Linked DNA regions of Capsicum annuum: region 2 is linked to region 1. A link is a contact called in public Hi-C data. All regions are on one chromosome and are shown on one strand. Each heading gives the region's core, a stretch centred on a gene start, on an enhancer-like site or on the middle of the called end of the contact. The rest is flanking DNA. Distances are from core to core; before and after follow the strand shown.

Evidence for each region. Hi-C and Micro-C count contacts between places; a contact is called where the count stands out from the background.
Region 2: a contact with region 1 is called in a Hi-C map of leaf, with 3 times the contacts expected there. The contact joins the promoter of LOC107847347 here to the enhancer-like site in region 1. A contact is called at or near these places in 3 of 5 Hi-C or Micro-C datasets (bud, leaf and placenta).

The regions. Positions count from the first base shown.
Region 1 is chr11:201,419,419-201,422,127 of UCD10Xv1.1, reverse strand. No RefSeq gene overlaps it. Among protein-coding and RNA genes, the nearest start is that of LOC124888950, 37 kb to the right of the region's middle. Within about 2 kb of position 1,442, at least 4 of the 5 cell types and tissues checked have an H3K27ac peak or open chromatin away from gene starts, as enhancers often do. A contact at or near this core is called in bud and leaf, where this site is marked.
Region 2 is chr11:201,470,198-201,472,981 of UCD10Xv1.1, reverse strand. It overlaps LOC107847347 (heat shock cognate 70 kDa protein), which reads right to left and starts at 1,284. Exons shown (of 2, transcript XM_016691536.2): 1 at 765-1,284. The coding sequence starts at 978.

The DNA of each region.
Region 1 (2,709 bases), core at 193-2,692:
TTTTTCTCACAAATTAAACACCAAATCCATTCCAAATAATTAAAATTCTTCTCCAACTAATTTAAATTTTTAACTACAAATTCATATATACAAACATAATAAATTTTTTATTTTTAAATTTGAATATTTTTAACAAATTCACAAAAATTTTAATTTTTTCAAGCGAAATTCACTAATTTTTTCAATATTCACTATCACTCACTTTCAATTTAAATTTAAATTTTAATCCCCAAAAAAATAAAAAGATTTCAAATTTAAATTTTAATTAAAAAAATGAAAAGAATTGAATTGAGAGGGAAAATTAAAATAGAAAATAAAAAGTGAACGTGTGTGTGGGGCGAGGGGCTGGAAGAGTGGTGGGGTGGGGTGTGGGGGCTGGGGTAGGGTGGGTATGGAGTTGGGAGGGGTATGGGGGCTGGACGGGGCTGGTGGGGTGTGAGGGGGTGGGGACGGGGTTGGGTGGGGTGGAGAGACTGGGGTGGGGTGGGATGGGGCTGGGTAGGGTGTGAGGGGTGGGGACGGGCTGGGGTGGGAGTGGGGAAGGGCTGGGGTGGGGGTGGGGAAGGGCTGGACGGGTGTTGGGGTGGGGTGGGGAGGGAAAAATATATTTTTATTTTTTTAAAATTTTTAAAAATATTTTAAAATTATTTTTAAATTTTTAAATATATTTTTAAATTTAAAAAGATGGAGGGAAAAAAGGGACCCTTTTTATTTTTTTTAAATTTTTAAAAATATTTTTAAATTATTTTTAAAATTTTAAAAAATATTTTTAAATTATTTTTAAATTTTTAAAAATATTTTTAAATTTAAAAAGATGGAGGAAAAAAAGGAACCTTTTTTAATTTTTTTTTAAATTTTAATATTTTTTTATTTTTTAATTATTTTAATGTAAAATTGGCCTAAAATTGACCCCCACTCGCACCCGAGGTGAATGGCTACACTTTCTTTGTCCTAATCACCATGACCTTGCTACATAGGTAAGGTCAACGGTCAAAGGGTGGAAAATATTGTTTTTTGATGGTTCAAGGGTCATATGACAAATATGTAAGTAGAAGTGTCTGACTTATAAAACTGACATAGTACAATGGTCTAGAAGATCATTTTGCCTGCTATATAATTTTAAGTTAGGGGTATTCATATAGTCATTTGGTGAAGAAGAATATCAGTTAAAAAAAATATAACAGGACAAAAAAAAATCTAAGAACATGATGCTCAATTTGTATAAGCGTATCTATTGTATGATTAACGCAAGCAGAATCTCGCATGATTTCGTATTTTTTCTTTTCTCAAAACCTCGAACTTCAAGTGAATTTAATGGATGTGAAACTATCTCCTATTTTGAAATCTCCAATATGAAGTGAGATCTTTGAGGAAAGAGTTGGATTTCCTATACAGTGAAAGAACAAAATTTATTCCATCTGTGAAATATATTTGAACTTCTTTCAAAGAGGTTGGGATTAGACTATCAATTGGATGTGGCCCGATCAAATAGTTAAAGCCAGTTCCTGCAGACATACTACTTTTAACTTTTGACAAGTGTGTCACAGTTGGAGAAAAATTGCTTCAAATAGGGCTACCATCATGAACTCTTCCCCTTGTTCATTTCATTTAAGTGAGGAACAACCAATGCAGAAAATATTAGCTCAAAACGTCTAAACATCAAATTTGAGGCAAACTACTACCACTGCCCAAACAAATGTGATGATAAATATCTCAACTTTAGGCCTTCTCGTCTCTCTCTTCCTCCCCTCACTCTCAACCCCAGTTATTTTTAGATAAATTCACTGAGAATTAGTCAATAAGACCCAATGGCAGATTAATACTCCAAAAATGTTTGTAACTCTTCAGAGTACACATAGTATACATTAATATAGAAGATTTAGATTATGAAATAAAATTAGACATGATATGGAGCAGCTGCAGCTTACCGAGGACATGATCCTAGATAGGAAGGCGTGGAGGTTGCGGATAAGGGTAGAAGATTAGGATGAGTGCGTGAGTTGTAGCAAGTAGGTAGAAACCACTAGTCAGGAGGGCCCAGGTGTTCCTGGTCTGTGAATGTTTGTTACTACTAGGGAGGTATCGTTTTCTGGATGCCCTATCGCTTATCTATTATTTATTGCGCGTATTTATCTGATTTAGTATTACTCGGATTTATACTTTATTTTATTTTTATTTTAGTATGTCTTATTCCTTTTTATGTTATGTCATCCATCTTGCTTCACTACGCTTTGTTTACTATTCACTACCTGGAGCCGGGAGTCTATCGGAAACAACCTCTCTAATTTTTTGGAGGTAGCGGTATGGACTGTGTACATTTTACCCTTCCCAGACCTCACTTTGTGGAAATATACTGGATTTATTATTGTTGTTGTAGATTATGAAATAAAAAATTATACCAAAATTTTACTAAACAACTGGAGACGAACTACAGGAACTTAATGACCCTCATCTTTAATGGCATAGCAATTGTGTAGAGTACACTCCAAAAAATGGATGGTCATATTAGGATGTCTACAAATAAAAATCTATCCATTTAGATTCAACATATTACATATAAAAATAAAATTAATCACCAAAAGAATTAAAACTAACTTGGTTGAAGTACACAACACCGAATACATTAATTTGCCCCTTTCTTTTTATAATTATTTAGAAGGGAGTTCATTTCACACATCTTAAAAGATATTTTTATTTTAATACACAAAC
Region 2 (2,784 bases), core at 35-2,534, 51 kb before region 1:
TCAGCAACTTCAAATAAAAAATTAGTAGGAGTCTGCATAATTTCAATCTAAGTCATGCCACTCTATTCAAAGTTATTAACATTCGGCACATAATCTATAATCTTGCGTTTGGACATGGGATATGAAATCATTATTTCAAATTCTAAACTCTCAAGAAAAAACTTAATATTTTTTAAATGTAAAACTTGACCCGTAGCCTTTATTCTATAAAAAATTCATCATGTTAAATCTTTAAAAAAAAAAAAAAAAAAAAAACTCAAGCTGGGCATAAAGAAATTGTTCGTTCCATGTGAAAGGTAATACAGTAAACCAAAGAATCAATTATTAACTGCTGAATTATTTAGAAGAAAGAAAAAGTTTCCACCTTCTGCAAACGTACGTCAATGACTCAATTCTATTACTAATCTCTTTCTAGTCCGTGGCAGAGCTAGAGAACAAGGTGCGGATTCTGACAACCTAAGTCCAAACTCTATTATCTGTCGTAAGAAATTTATTTAATATAATATAGTAATTATTAATCTAAAGCACATTAACATAAAAGGGGAAGAATACTGAAACCATAAGCTCAACTTGTTGCTCTAACTTGTTTTTACTAACTATATCACCAAAAAAAGAAAGAAAAAAAAAAAACAGAGCAGAAAAATAATACAGAAAGTTTGAAATTTTTTCTGAATAATTCAATCCTATTAATTACTACCTTAAACTCAATGTTTTAAAAAAATATAAAGCAATGCGTAACAAGCAAAAGAGAAATAGTTACATACCAAAGACAGTGTTAATAGGATTCATAGCCACTTGATTTTTAGCAGCATCACCAATCAAACGTTCAGTATCAGTAAAAGCAACATAAGAAGGTGTAGTCCTATTCCCTTGATCATTAGCTATAATCTCTACACGATCATGTTGCCATACACCCACACATGAATATGTAGTACCCAAATCAATTCCAATTGCTGGTCCTTCACCTTTTCCCGCCATCTTTTTAACCAATCCAAAAAACTACAGAAACAAAGAAGAAGAAATTAAAATGTGAAGTTCGCAAAGCAATTAAGCAAATGAAGCAATTTCTTCCTGTGATTGGAGAAGAGAAGTAAGAAGTTTATAAAGGAAAAAGTTCTATTTCCAGAATGTTCCGATAGCGAGACTCCAGCTGTTGGATCAATCTTTTTCAAAATTAAAGCTGTTTACTTATTATTATTGATGTTCTATTGCCTTCGCGTTCGTTCCAGACAATTCTTAATTTAAAACTTTGACCTTACAATGTAGTATGTGATTGTGGATCTTGCAGTGTGTAGATTTTAGGAAAAAATACATATAAGCACCATATTTAAATATTAAATTATAAAAAGTAGGAATATTTTTATCAAATTATATTTTTTAACATATGTATTTGTATTTTTATAGCAATAATTTACAAAAATATAAAATACATACCAATTATTGAGGCAATAAAAATTATATGTATTTATATTTTTTTAACAACAGTTTATAAAGATATAAAATATAAATTGTTATATTATGTAATTATGAAATTATTGCTATGAAACTTATAATTAAGGAAATAAGTATGTTATTTTTAAATTTTGCTATTTTATTCTCACTGATGTGGGTCCAGCATGCAGCCAATTATTTTCTAGATTCTTCATTCCCAATCCAAAAACAGGACCATAGATTTTCTAGTATTTCTTGAGAAAAAACTTGTATAATTTGTTACTATTATTTAATAAAGGCAAAATAGCTAGGTGGACCTTTGTACTTGTCTGATTTGTAAGGTGATACTCTTACTTATATATTTATCATCTGAACCCGTGAATCTATTAAAAAATAATACTTTAAATCCTATTTCGATGTGTTAACATAATTGTTGTCACGTCAATTTTTACGTTATTTTAAATGCTATATTAAATGTCACATTATTTTTAAAATACTACATAAGAAATTAAATATTACCAAAGTAAAAATTTTAAATTTAGAATTAAAAAAAAAAAAGTAAAATTTGCAGCTTCTTCCTTGATGCTTTTTCTTCTTGAACAAACACACACCATCAATTTATTCCTGTCATTCCTATAATTAACAATCCATAATTGGCAGCGAAAAATGGATTAAGATTCAATTTTTCTTCTCACAGAAAAAAATTAACAATCTAAATAAAAGGAAGAAAGAAAATCAAATATAAATACAACCTCCATATAATCTTCGAATCAAAAGAGGCTAACTTTACATTTCAAAACAAATTGATTTTAAGAAGGAATCAAATTTCACAAAAACAATTAACAAGCATTAATCTTTTTTGTCAATTTCACAAAAATAATAAATAAGCTACTGGTTATTTTTTTTTTGACTGAGGGGGTGGGGGTGGGGGTGGGGGGTTGTACTGGTGCGAAGAAGAAAGGTTTTGGGTGATTGGGGGTAGGGTGAGGGGTGGGGTGGAGGGGTTATAGCCAACGAAGAAGAAAGATTTACGGGGTTGGGGTTGCAATGCTACGGGGGTGGGGGTCTTTTTAATTTATTTATTTTTAATTATTACGAAATATTACGGACAGAGTAGGAAAAAAATTAAAAAAACAAGAACTTAGAGAGAGAAAATAGAGAAGAAGGGAGAAAAAAAGCTCAAATTACTCCAACAATGGTGTTGAAAGCAAATGAGGAAGGAGTATGAAAAGGGCTTATTAAGACAGTTGGGGCCCTATTTTTGATGGCTTACGCGCGGTTGGAGGCTACAATACATGCTCCTATGTGGTCCCAGCCACATAGGATGTCAGGTCAGAAAAAGTACTTAAAATA